3 separate regions of the Gossypium hirsutum genome follow, and regions 2 and 3 are each linked to region 1. A link is a contact called in public Hi-C data. All regions are on one chromosome and are shown on one strand. The core of a region is the stretch at or near the end of the contact, and the rest is flanking DNA. Distances in the headings are between cores, read along the strand shown.

What was found. Hi-C and Micro-C count contacts between places; a contact is called where the count stands out from the background.
Region 2: a Hi-C map of leaf shows a contact between it and region 1, with 1.7 times the contacts expected there. The contact joins the promoter of LOC107911490 here to the promoter of LOC107913676 in region 1. A contact is called at or near these places in 2 of 34 Hi-C or Micro-C datasets (both in leaf).
Region 3: a contact with region 1 is called in a Hi-C map of leaf, with 4 times the contacts expected there. The contact joins the promoter of LOC107910809 here to the promoter of LOC107913676 in region 1. A contact is called at or near these places in 14 of 34 Hi-C or Micro-C datasets (callus, hypocotyl, leaf and 1 more).

Annotation. Positions count from the first base shown.
Region 1 is chrD11:38,591,167-38,596,018 of Gossypium_hirsutum_v2.1, reverse strand. It overlaps LOC107913676 (regulation of nuclear pre-mRNA domain-containing protein 1B), which reads right to left and starts at 2,706. Exons shown (of 8, transcript XM_016842331.2): 1 at 2,172-2,706; 2 at 1,957-2,063; 3 at 1,513-1,874.
Region 2 is chrD11:39,445,561-39,450,412 of Gossypium_hirsutum_v2.1, reverse strand. LOC107911490 (probable inactive receptor kinase At5g10020) reads right to left here and starts at 1,981. Exons shown (of 4, transcript XM_016839320.2): 1 at 700-1,981. The coding sequence starts at 1,636.
Region 3 is chrD11:39,213,553-39,218,404 of Gossypium_hirsutum_v2.1, reverse strand. LOC107910809 reads right to left here and starts at 2,385. Exons shown (of 2, transcript XM_016838745.1): 1 at 2,256-2,385; 2 at 236-1,818. The coding sequence starts at 2,385. The coding sequence ends at 236.

The DNA.
Region 1 (4,852 bases), core at 1,457-3,956:
CTGGGAATTCTTAATAATGGTGAAAATTTTGGTTCTTTCAATCAGAGATTGTGTTGATTCCAAAAATCTCTAACCCTACTAGCTTAGCCAATTTCAGACCTATTAGTTTATGTTCAGTCCTTTATAAAGTGGTGGCAAAAACAATTGCAAATCGACTTCAAATCGGTATTGGAAGGTGTATTGATGCATCTTAAAGTGCGTTCGTCCCAAGAAGGCTAATTACAGATAATGTGCTACTTATCTATGAGATTCTGCATACATTTAGACAAAAACGAAGAGGGAAAAAAGGATATATGGCCATAAAGCTTGATATGAGTAAAGCCTATGACAGGGCTGAATGAGGTTATTTAAAAGAAGTCATGTTATGTATGGGTTTTGATATAGAATGGGTAGAGTTGGTCATGAAATGCATTTCTACTACGTCCTATGTTGTGAATACTAATGGAGGTTATGGGCGAAGTTTTAAGCCAACAAGAGGATTGCGACAAGGAGATCCTTTGAGCCCTTTTCTCTTTTTAATGTGCAGTGATGGGTTATCAGCCTTGATGAGACTGGCATCGAAGGAAAGGTTGTTACAAGGAGCAAAGGAAAGTAGGAGAGGCCCGGAAATTACACATCTACTCTTTGCAAATGATTGTATTTTGTTTGGGGAAGCAACAAGAAGGGGGCAACGGTGCTCAAAGAAATTTTGAAAGAATATGGTAAAAGTTTCGGTCAATGTGTTAATTTTAACAAATCTACAATCTTTTTCAGCACTAATACTACAGAAGACAAAAAGAACAAAGTCTCGGCAATTATGGGGATAAGAACCTCAACAAATATGGAAAGATATCTAGGACTTCCGAATGTGGTGGGCAGACGGAAAAAGGAATCTTTTCAATATCACAGAGAAAATTTACAGTAGAATCGACGGGTGGAGCACCAGAATGTTGTCGCAAGGAGGCAAGGAAGTATTTTTGAAGTCGGTCCTACAAGCTATTGCAACATATGCAATGTCTTGTTTTTTATTACCTAAGTCATTTTGCAGAGATATAGAAGGCGTTTTTGCTAAGTTCTGGTGGCAAAGAGTCATGGGAGAAGAGGAATTCATTGGTGTAAATGGACTTACTTGTGCCGGTCAAAAGGAGAAAGGGGTTTGAGATTCAGAGATATGGCTAAATTTAACGTCTCATTATTAGCTAAACAGGGTTGGAGAATATTGAACTATCCAGATTCATTATTAGCTCAAGTTTTAAAAGTAAAATATTTTCGAATAATAATTTCCTTGACTCATGTTTGGAACAATGCTTTGTATACGTGGAAAAGTATTTGGGCTACAAAGGGTATTTTAAGGGAAGGTATGTGCTGGAGAGTAGGAAGGGGAGAACAAATTACAGTTGGTTGCGACAATTGGATCCCCGATGTGGGAAGAAACAGATTATCAGCTATAGTCACAAATTTGAATGATTGTAAAGTTGCCGATCTAATCAATCAAAATAATAGAACATGGAAGGAAGAGTTGATAATTTCTACCTTTCCGGAGGATTTAGCTGAGAAGATTATTGGTATTCCACTGGCAGAGGATCCTCATGATGACTTCCGGGTCTGGAGTGCTGAGGCGTCGGGCAAATTCACAGTTCGTAGCTCCTATAAACTATTACAGAATATCGAGGATGATCCTAGAGCTTATGCTTTACAAGAAGGCTACAAGGAATTTTACTAAAAATTATGGCTATTGAATCTTCCCTTAAAAATCAAAATTACAATCTGGAAGATATCGTGGAATTTCCTAGCTACACGGGTTAATCTACTTCAGAAAAAACTAATAAACACAATAGTGTGCCCACGATGTGGAGTCGGAACAGAGAGTATGAATCACCTTTTTTGCGAATGCCCTGTGTCAAAATCAGTATGGAAGGAATTACCATGTAATGTTTTGGTGCACGAAAGACAGTTGGAGTTTGCAGAGTGGCTTACCGGAGTTTTTGCAAAGAACTCGGAATCTTAGTGTAGGATATTTTGCTGTGCATTATGGGCTATATGGGGAGATAGAAATAACAGAGTGCATAATAAAGTGAGCAAATCTGGAAAAGAAATAGGCCGATTCGTTAGTAGCTACATAACAGAGTTGGACGGGATAGGAAAAAGTAAAGCACAATCATATAAATTGACAAGCAAATGGAAGAAGCCACCTGATCAGATTGTGAAGATAAACTTTGATGCATCATATGATGGAAAGAGTAAGCAATCGGCTGTGGGGATTGTGGCTAGAAACAACGAAGGCAAGGTTTTGCTCTCATGCTTGATGATATATCAACAGGTGGCATCTCCTTTTGCGGCCGAGGCGCTCGCGAGCCGGAAAGCGATCAAAATTGGTAAAGAAATGAAATGGAGAAAAATCATTATTGAAGGAGATTCATTATCGATAATAAAGAAATGCAGATCTAATATCCCAGATAAATCACAAGTATGTGCCTACATCAGTGATATTCATAAGCTACAATCAAGATTCCAGGAATGCAGATTTGAACATGTTCCAAGAGCAGTTAACAGTCTTGCGCATACGATAGCAAAAGCAATGCTGAGGGATAAAAGAATAATATACCTAGTTGAGGGAGTCCCTGAATATGCAGAAGATAAGAGAGAAAAGGGATGGAGTGGGAGAACCGGAATGAATGAAAGGGATGAAAATGAAATGGGTAAATCGAGCGGAGGCAGGTAAAGCAAAGACAGAAAATGGGGTTTCCTCGGGAGTATGATTTCGTCTTGAAGAAGATAAGGCAGGTGAAGGGACAAGACGATTGAAAGTTATGATGCTGATTGGGAAAGATTGTATAGCAGCATTAATGGCTTCCAGAAGGTTCAGTTATGCTGCTTTTTAGGATTTCATAGGAGTAGTTATTGGCGTTTCAGCTATTCATTTTTTTTACTGTTTTGTTTTGGTGATGAGGTCAAAATTCCAATCGGGCCTGGTCTGGTTCAGAATTTATTTTCTATAACTTTTGAATTCAATAATAAAGCCCAATCTGTAACTATTTTTCAAAAAAAAAATTCAAAATTAAAACATAATAATATATAAATTTAATTTTTAAAACATGATTATTGATAACTAAGGTAAAAGTGTGATGTTATCCATATTCTTATTTCAATCCAAATATTTGTTCTTAAGTTTCAAGAAATATTATTGATTCATTACGGAAATGGTTTTTAAAATATTTATCTAAATTTTTAATATTTAAAAATTATCATTATTTTTTCTTTGAGATATTTCAATTATCTTTTAGTTAAAACTTAATCTATGAAAATTATTATTTATAATTGAAAGTAAAGAAAATAATTTAAACCATTAATAACTCATTAAATACTATTTATATTTTCTTTTCAAAATAGATCCAATTGAATATAATTACAAATACTTATCCAAATAAAATAAAATAAAAAGCAATTATTATTGCCATCAAATGGTTGAATATTTAATTTGCACATAATTGGTTTATCATTTAATAAATTTAAATATTGGATTGAAAATAATAAAATAAATATAGATCAGATATAGAAAATTTATTAGATAAAAAAGGAAAAATATTTGTTCTTTTTTATAGAATATTTAGAACTACCCATTTCCCCTCTCAACCCATAAATATGAGGATAATGTGCTTCAGTACACTCAAATCCACATCTTTTTTACAACAATGCCCACACCAATCGAGCTAAGGACCCATTTGAATATATATTAGTTATAATTACATATTTATATAAAAATTGAAAACTCAATATCTAATTTATGACAATTATTTAAAAATCAAGGTAAAAGAAGTTGTAATTTTTTGTTCAATTAAAAAATTACTTAATTGAAAATATTAAAGTATTTACATTGGCGAGTATATTTCTACTAATTTTTGTAACATTATAATAATATTTTGTGTATATTTTAGATGACAAATAAAAATTATCTTTATAAATAAAAATGATTATAAGTGTAAATGCATTTTATTCGTTTGAATATAATTACTTCGAACAATTTTTTAGATCATTTTATTTACACTTGATAATATTAAAAACAATACTTTTTAAAGGTGGTATATATGTGCTTTCTATAAAATAACTCGAGAAAAATACTATTTAAATTGATAATATTAATTTTTGGGTAAACTACATTAAGCCACTCTAAAATAGTGTTGCTTCTATTTTGATCACTCTAATTTTTTTTTGTCAATTTAGTCACTCTAATTAAAATAATTGTTCGAATTGGTCACTATCGTTAAAAATGACATTAACCCACTAATGGATTACTGACTTGACATTTTTTTTTTTACTTTTGACTAAAACTAGGGACCTCTCTATAATTAGTTCAAAATATTTTTTTGGGTTTATTTACAACATAGAGATTTCAATTGTGGCATCATCAACATTTGAATCCTCTTTAAAAAGAGAGGATCCAACAACGACGATGGCAAACTATGACCATGACCCCACCCTTTCCGATGAGCCCACTTGCTAGCCTACCACCCCCGACTATCACGATCAGGCTAAATTTTTTTATAAAATTGATGTTATTAACGCATCATTTATTAACAAAAAAAAAACCAAAATAATTCATATCAAATAACCAATCAAGCTCCATTTTTTTATATATTTTTAACCAAGCTTATAAAATTTCCACCATAACCTTATATCAAAAAGTTCTTCGATAAAAGGGTACTATGATGAATAATAAAGTAGCCACCAACCATCAAATTTGTAGGAAATGTAGAAAATTTACCAAACAAATTACCAGAAATATTACTTTTTTACTTAAAAAGAAAAAAAAAAACTTTCTAAACTCAAATCTACTCCTTAAAGTATAGACGTGAAGCGATTTTTTTCATTTTCC
Region 2 (4,852 bases), core at 732-3,231, 860 kb before region 1:
AAGCATTGTATTTCATTTGAAGTAGTCTTGAGCATGTTTATGACGCAAGAAGAGTGCATCACACTTTCATCGAAAGGCAAACAGTGCATATAAAGCAACAAACAAACAAAAACACTTTCCTTCGTTTTCACTCTAGGGCTTACAGGAACAGCCATGATGCCTTTTTATTTTGAACTTTTGTATTTTAAAGATCCCACAACTGTTTTATTGCAAGATGGAATGTTCAACTTTACATTCAAGTAACCAACATGAATCAAGAATCTTTTTTTCCCCCACATTTTTTAAGACCATGAATTACAAAGAAGAACTTACAATCTGACTAGAGGATCATTATTACACTCAAAACTCAATCCCCCAAACTCATGAAATAACAGAGAGTAGCACTCCATGAAATCACTTCAAGTTCGTATAATTCTAATAAAACTCAAATATTAGACAAGACAACTAGTAAGTACAATATTTCAAACCAAAAAGGCACAAAAAAGGGACGTGCATGTTTAACTATCATTACTTTCTCTGGACACAAACAAAGACATTACTTTCATGGAAAATCATATTCCATAAAATGAAATATTAGCATTAACTTGCATCGTCAAATAGCATCCATGAACAATTAGTAGCCCATTGACTACATATTCAAACTTCATTATAAAAAATAAATAAATAGAAAAAAGGAAACGTAAACAAAAAAAGCAGTACCCGTAAATCCATTGCGACTGAGATCCAACTCTTCCAGCGGAACAGAACCCTCTAACAACTCCACTGGCACCGGGCCGAAGAGCTGATTTGTTCCCAACCTCAAAACCCGTAAACCCGGCAACGACCCGAAACTTGGCAACGACCCAGCAATCAAATTATCACCCAAATCCAAAACTTGCAAATTCTTAAACAACCCAATCGCTTCCTCTTTGAAAAACCCACCATTCAACTGATTGTGACTCAAGTTCACAAAGCGCGCTGTATTGGCCAAACTAGACACATTTTCAACTGCCACAGACAGGCCCCCATAAAACGCGTTATAACTTAAATCAACGTGTTCAACATTCCTTAACTCAGTGAATAACTGGCCTATATCGCCTCGAAGCGCATTGTTGTGTAAATCTAACACTCTTAATTGCTGTAAATCTCGGAACCCAGCCGGTAACCCACCGTCGAACTTGTTACCCGACAAATTCAAGTAATTTAACCCGTAAAGGTCCGTGATCCGTCCAGGGATCGTGCCGATGAACTGATTATTGGACAGATCCAAATGTTGCAGAGAGGTTATCGACCCCAATGCGGGTGCGACCCGACCCGTGAAAGCGTTACCTGACAAGGAGAGGTTTTGGAGGTTCTTGAGGGGAGTGAGAGTGTGGAACTTGAGGTCTCCGACAAGGCCGAGACGATCTAAGTTGAGGGAAACGATAGAACCAGAATTGGGGTCGCGGGTGACGCCGGTCCATGAAGTAGGGTCGGGTCGGGAATCCGGATCCCATACGGAGAGTACCTTATCAAAGGGATCGGTTTTGATGCCTTTTTTGAACTCGAGTAAAGATCGGAGCTCCGACGGGTCGAAGCCAGATGCAGAGGCTACTCCCGAAAACAACAGTAACAAAAGAAGATAAGAAGAGAAAGCGAAAGAAATAGAGAGATTCATTTAATTCATTGATTAGAAAACCCAGCAACTGAAGCTTTTGCGTGACAGACAAAGAGCAAGTTAGGGTTTTCAGAGGAGAGGGGAAAAAAACCTCAATGGGATTTGTTTTTTTACTAAATTCAACAATGGGGGAAAGGGGATAGAGTTAGAGAAAGATGGCTGGTGGGAAAATGGTAAGTACAGTCTGTAAAGGCCTTACAACTTACAACCTTAGCTAAGAAAGAGAAAGAGGGAGAGAAATTGTCGATTTTCTTTCCATTTTTAATTTCTTTCAGATTTTGGTTTTGCTTGCAGGAGATATATGATAATATGCTAATAACCTTAACTACTCACTGCTGTTGTTTTCCCCCAAATCTCGCTCACTTGTTAGAACTTACGTGGCTTTTTACTAAATTACACTCATGGTACTCAATTATTACTAAATTTATACTTTGATTACTAATTTATGAAACTTTACAATTTAACCACTTAATTATTCGAAATTTATCATTTAAATTATCTCTTTATTAACTTGCTAACAAATCTCAACATGAGCTGTTTAATCACTATTCCTCATATATACTACTAATTTAATTATTCAAAATTTATCACTTAAATTATCTCTTTATTAATTTGCTAACGAATCTCAACATGAGTTGTTTAATCACTATTCATCATATATACTACTAATTTATGAAAACTTACAATTTAATCACTTAACTATTCAAAATTTATCATTTAAATTATCTTTTTATTAACTTGCTAACGGATCTCAACATGAGTTGTTTAATCACTATTCCTCATATATACTACTAATTATTTTACCCATGTGTACTACTTAAATAAAAAATATTTTTTTTAAAAAAAATTTAAACGTTTCACTTAGAAATTTATAAAAAGTATTTAACAAAATAAATGTTTCATTAATTAGTTTAAATATATTATATTAAAATGATTTAAAAATTAAATATAATTTTTATGTTCTTAGATATAAAAAAAATTCAAAAGTAACATTGTAACATGAAATTGATAAAGAGTTTATAATTTAAATAAACAATTGTGATGTTATCTTTATTCCAAAAATTTATAAATTTGATTGATTGATTTAATTTAATTAAAGTAAATATAAAAATAAATTAAAAGTAAATGTATATTAAATAATTAAATTCGTGATTGATTTAATTAAAGTAAATATAAAAACTTAAAAATGAAGGTATATTAAGTATGTATTAATTAATTTTTATGTTCTCGATTCGGCCCAAATTTTAATTAAATATTTTTTTTATTTTTTTTAAATTTAATTATAAAAATATATAAATTATATGAAATTATATATTTTATTATTTTAATATTGTAAATTATTAAAAAAATAAATAAAGGTAAAACAAATTCTCTTTTTATCAAATATTACACCATTATTTTAATATTAGCTAAAAATAGGTAAAATAATATTTTTTTCTTATTTAAAAAAAACAAATGTAGATTAAAATAATAGTTACTTTATTGTATTTATTAATTAATATAATTTATTATTAAAATATTTTTAAAAATGAAATCCACTTTAAATATAATTAAAAAAAATATTTTGAAACTCTCTATGTATTATTTCCTTCACTAAATAAAAATGCACAAACAACCTTTGAAATATCTTTTAAATTTTGCATTTGCATGTAGTTATTATAATTTTTAGCATTAGTATATGTTTTTGGAATTCTAATTATATTATTTCAAAATTTTAAAATTAACATTGATTTGATTTTAAAATTACCAATATTGCTTAAAAGATTCTTACTTGAATCCCATTAATTTAATCGTTTATATTGTTTAAAATGGAAAAGCAGTAATTGCTCAATTATCATGTCTTCTCTTTGTGAAAACACTGGTAATGAAGACTCATCTGTGGAAGGTTTAATCCTAAAAAAGTTCAATTTAGAGATAAAGATGAGATTACGACCAGTGATATGCTGATCGATCCGTCCGTTGAACAACAAATCTCTTGGAGAGACAAGCTTGTAGGGCATCCTTCCAAAACTGTTAGTAATGACTCAGAGGAAAAGGAAGATTGTGACTTCTTGGAAGGAGACATACAAAAGTCTCTTGTAAATGTGGTTCCCTCTATTAATTTTTCGGATAGGATCCACTAAATTCTCATCAAAAGGATGGATAATATAGTGATTGTAAAACTTCTGGGTCGTAATATTGGTTTTTCGGTTTTGTAGAATAAAGTTTATAACTTGTGGAAACTCTCGGCACCTTTTCACCTGATGGATGTTGAAAACGGATATTTTTTGGTTAAATTCCAGAATAAGATCGATTGTGAGAAGTTTCTGTCTGAAGGTCGGGTCATTTTTGGACAATACTTGAGAGTTCAGCCTTGGACGGTGTCCTTAAATCTGGCACAGGCCTTTTCGAATGTGGTGATGTCATGGATAAGGCTTCTCGGTTTGCAGGGTATTTATATAAAGACAAAATTTTGATTGAAATACAGGGATTGGTTGGGAATGTGGCCAAATTAAATATGAACGCATACAGTAGGGCAAGAGGTCAATTTGTCCGAATGGTTGTTTACGTTAATTTGGATAGGCCTTTGGTGTCCCAAATCTTAATCAATGGTAAAGCACAAAGAGTGGAATATGAATTTTTACTGTCGATTTGCTTCCATTGTGGAAGATATGGTCATGTGAAAGGGAGTTGTACCTTTAGAGTTCCTGAACCTAACGCGGGGAAAGAGCCAACACCGTCTGAGGTGGTACCGGAAAACCATAGTATACTTGGAGGAGTGAAGTGAAAACTATGGGCATTGGATGCTTGTGGAAAGGAAGCCAAGGCAGAACACTAGGGATTTTGCGTAGAAGAATGCTGGAATTTAGGGGAAGGATATGGAAGGTTCTATATTCCCTTCCGCTTATACTCTCAACCTTCCCCCCCCCCCGAGATTGGTATCAGAGGTGCCGGTGTAACGAGTTTCTGGAGAAATAATATCGTAATATTCATTGTAAGTTTTTGTCTTTGATTTACATTTCTGTTTGTTTCACAGTTGTTTGTTTCAAAACCTATATCTGTTTAACTGTCTTCTTGTTGCTGTTGAGTCCAGGGAGGACGTTAGGCGTTGTGTGAAGACGTTAGGATAACAGGCCGGTCTTAGGTACCAGAAATAAACATTACGGAGCAAATCGAGTGTCAATTTAAAGATAAAACTTGTGATCATATTACGCATATAGACTCTAGAAACGAAAA
Region 3 (4,852 bases), core at 1,136-3,635, 620 kb before region 1:
AGACCCAAGTAAGCCATGTTCTAGTATTCTGATCTCTGTATTGTGTTACCCAAGTTATACTAATGTTTTGCCAAACTTCATTGCTTTTAGGACACTGCAAAAATACGTGGAGAGTGTTTTCTTCCCCGGAACCACATCGAGAACATCTCACGTTTGTGGTTAAACGTTTGCAACGTAGATTGACTAGTGTAGGAATGTAGTTCCAGGAAATCCTCCAGATCAAGAGTAGAATTTTTTATGGAAGTTGTAATTGCCATAATTTTCTGTAGAAATCTTTGAAATCGGTCTGTACTAAATTATTAGGATCCAGATTAGCATCTTGTAATAGTTTGTAAGCACTCCTTACTGAGAATTCTCCAGACGGTTCACCTTTCCAAACGAGCAAATCTTCACTATCTATAGTTGCAAGTGGGATCTGTAATATTCTTTGTGCAATGTCCAGTTGAAAGGTATGAGTAACAACCTCCACTTTCCACATCTTATGTATTCCATCAATAAGATCTGATACATTTTCCAGCTCTCCATTTTGATGACTATACTGCCATATACTAGGTTCGATCCCCGGGATCCACCGATCATTCCAAATAGAAATGTTGTTTCCTTTCCCAACTCTCCAACACAGGCCTTGAGTGAGAAGTCCCTTTGCAGCCCAGATACTCTTCCAGGTAAGGGAAGGTAAATTCCCCAACTCTGCACTTAGAAAATTTGAATTTGGATAATACTTTGCTTTAAGAACCTTGGCTAAAAGCGAATTCGGATAATTGAAAAGACGCCACCCCTGTTTAGCAAGCAATGCAATATTGAATTGACTGAGATTACGAAAGCCTAAACCTCCATTCTCTTTTAAACTACATAAATTTTTCCACGAGCTCCAATGAATTCCCCCTTTTCCCTGACCTTTTTTCCACCAAAATCTCTCAATGATTGCTTCCATTTCGTCACATAAGGATTTCGAAAGTAAGAAACAGGCCATTGAGTAAGTTGGAATAGCTTGCAAAGCAGCTTTGATAAACACTTCTTTTCCACCCTGCGATAAAAATCTCGTACTCCAATTGTCAGTTCGCTGTTTTATTTTGTCCTTCAATACTTGAAAGGAAACTTTCTTCTGTCGTCCCACCATGGTTGGCAGACCAAGGTAACGTTCAGACTCATTTGAGCTTCGGACTCTAAGCAAAATAACAATCCGTCTTCTTTCCTCCTCAATAGTATTTTTGCTGAAAAAGATGGTTGATTTCTCAAAGTTCACACATTGCCCCGAGCACCTTCTATATTCACTTAATATTGCCTTGAATGAAGTAGCCCCTCTACATGTTGCCTCCCCAAAAAGGATACAATCGTCTGCAAATAATAAGTGCGATATCTGTGGACCTCGTCTACTTACTTTGACACCCTTTAAAAATCCTTCCTCTACTGCTGTTCTCATGAGACTGGAAAGTCCTCCACATATAAGGAAAATAAATGGGCTGAAAGGGTCCCCTTGTCGTAGTCCTCTTTCTGGATAGAATTTCATTCCAACGGTGCCATTGATCACAACCTTATATGAGACAGTAGTCAAACATTTCATAATATTGTCAATCCAACTTTGAGCGAATCCCATTCGAGACATTAACTTTTTGATAAAAATCCATTCCACCCTATCATAGGCCTTGCTCATATCTAGTTTTACTGCCATGTAACCCTTTTTCCCCACTCTTCTTTGCTTTAAAGAATGCAGTATCTCATAAGCAAGCAAAACATTATCAGGGATTAATCTTCCTGGGACAAAAGCGCTTTGAGCCTTATCAATGCATTTATCAATCACCCCTCTAAATCTGTTCGCTATAGTTTTTGCAGTAACTTTGTAAACAACATTGCATAAACTGATAGGCCTAAACTGACATATTTGTGGGATTATTAATTTTTGGAATGAGCACAATATGAGTTGAATTAATAACACTGACCTCCATATCACCGTTTAAGAGTAGAAGACAAAATGAAATTGTATCCTCGCCAATAAAATGCCAGCACTTATAAAAAAAAAAGATGGCTGGGAGTCCATCTTCACCTGGCGCCTTAGTAGGTCCCATTTCAAAAAGAGCCTAACGAATTTCCTCCCTTGTATAATGTGCGGTGAGCCTTTTATTATCCTCGTCACTAATGCAACGATTAATACCCGAGAGTAGGTAATCACAACTTCCTTGATTCTCTGAGGAAAATAGATTCTGAAAGTAACATAGCAATTCCTTACATTTCATGTAGATTTTACGTGGCCCTACCATGTCCGGACTGCAAACTCTTGATCATGTTTTTCTTTCGCCTCTGAGTTGCTTGGCTATGGAGAAAGGCAGTGTTTTTATCCCTAATTTGAGCCAATTCAGTTGGCCCTTTGCTCCCAATATCTTTCATCTTTCTCTATCTACATGTTAAGCTGGATCTTCGTATCAATTATTTCTGCCATATTGCTAGCATCCCTTTCAGCTTCAAGCAATTCAGATGATTTTACTGTTAAATAATTCTTTTTCCCTTTTATGTTCTTTAAAATTTTTCCTGCCCAATCTTCCAACCCCATCTTTATGAAATCCAGTTTCTGTAGGAAGTTACCGGTTGACATCTTCCATAAATGTTCAGCAGTGTCGACAAATGAATCCTCCGAAAACCACCAGTTTTCGACTCTGAAACTTTTTTCATTCCTCTGTCTGATTTCCTTCTTTGTATCAATAAGGAGAGGACAATGATCAGAAAAAGAATGCACCAAATGCTGAACTTTTATATCAGAGAACAACGAAATCCACTTCTTATTTGCTACCCCTCTGTCCAAGCGTTCTCGTATATTTGTCTCTGGTAGATTGCCTCGTTCCCATGTAAACCATCTATCCACATATCCAACATCATTCAGTTAACATAATTTCAATGATTTCCAGAACTGTTCCATCATTCTCTCGTCTCGGGGTGTACCTCCTTAAAACCATACATGATTTCATTAAAATCTCTACATACTAACCATGGATTATTCTCTCCATTATAAAGGTTTTTCAAAATAGCCCATGAATCTTCTTTATCTATGCACGGAGTTCTATAAAATCCTGTATATTGCCACATAACCTCCCTTTCATTATCATGCACTATCACATCAATATGTCTTTTGGAGAAGCTTTATAGAGTGATATTGACCTCATACCTCCAAGCCAAACAAAGCCCTCCTTTAGTTCCCTCTAGATCCACCTCTATACCATTCACAAAACCACATCTTTGCCTAACTTTCTCCATTTGAATTCTGCCAATTTTCGTCTCCATAAAGAAGACAATCTGGGGGTCGTACGTCTTCAGCGAGTGCCGAAGTCTTTTAAATGTCCGTGAACTCCCCAATCCACGGACATTTCAACTTAGGATTTTCATAATTCCCTGTCAGCTTGCCACTTGGCAGTCGCCGATATCAATTGGATAAGATCCCTCGATCTCCTACCTCTTACCTGGGAGGTAATCCCCTCGTTCAGTAGTGAATCATCATTCTCCATTCTGGCTCTTTTTTTTACCTTCTTCTCCCACTAAAGCCTTATCCTCTAAATCATGTTCCATCGCATACTGGCCATAGTCAATCAATGAGTTAACCTGCTTATCTTCTTCGCACAAAGAGTCACCTTCCACATTAAAACCCAGAATTGGATCAACTGCCTTCCCATAACTCTTACTGCGTTCCATTCTCCGTAGTCCCCTTGCACAACCCCTATTTTCTTCCAGAATTCCATCTACAGCCCCCTCCCCCTCTTTTCGTAGCCAAACACTATTCATGGACAGAGCTCTTCGGGACTGTGCTCTTATTGATAAATCCCACCTCATATCTGCGATTTCTACTCCCATCAACATTTTTGCCTCACAAAAAGAATCATTGTGACCCAATTTTCCACAAAAGAAACAAAAAAGTGTCAGTATTTCATATTTAAACCGGACATATGACTTTCTCCCCCTGTATTCGAGTAGCTTCTTTCTTTTCAAAGGACGTCTGATATCAACTTGGACCCTGATCCTCATAAAATTCCAGTTTTCCTTCCCTAAATTAGTCCTATCATATTCCAAGTAATTTCCCAGAAAATTCCTCAGATTAGCTGCTAGATTTTCAGAAAACAAACCAATTGGAACATCATGAATCTGAACCCAAAAAGGGGTTAATACTAAAGGGACCTTCATGGGATCATCCTCCCATTTTAAATTATAAAGAATTAATAGATGATTGTTGAATGTCCATGGGGAGCCTTTCAATACCCTTTCAAGATCCATATAATGAAAAAATTAGAACAAAAACCTTTTTTCCCCAGATCTCGAATACGAACTCAACGAATAGGATGCCACAGATTCGCCATGGTACTTTTCATAGCAGGAAAATGAATGATACTTGCTGTAAGAAAACACCTCACCAGTTGAAGAAACTCTTCTGTTCTTTCCGTTCCAGGATTTTCTTGGATTTGGATAACATCATCCTCCTCTTCATTAATTGTTAATTGGGCTAAATCATTCTCCATATTTTTCCAGAAACAGAGGCGCAGGGATTAAGGAAAGAAGACAAAACAAGAAGATCAAAGAAAACAAGAAAACCTAAAAGCGTGCCAGAGACGGCAGACACAAACGTGCTAGGGTAGCAGACCTCCCTACTTACCTTTAATTAATATTTCTTTAGACTCATTGTTTAAGTCTAAATTTTTAATATCTCCTAAATTATGTATTTTTTCTTTTACAGAACTGACTTTATTATATAACTTAGAAAAATAAAAAGAAGTCATATCAACAAGACTATTTATACCCGAGATGAAATGTTATTTTCATTTTTAGAGTCTATATGCGTAATATGATTACAAGTTTTATCTTGAAATTGACACTC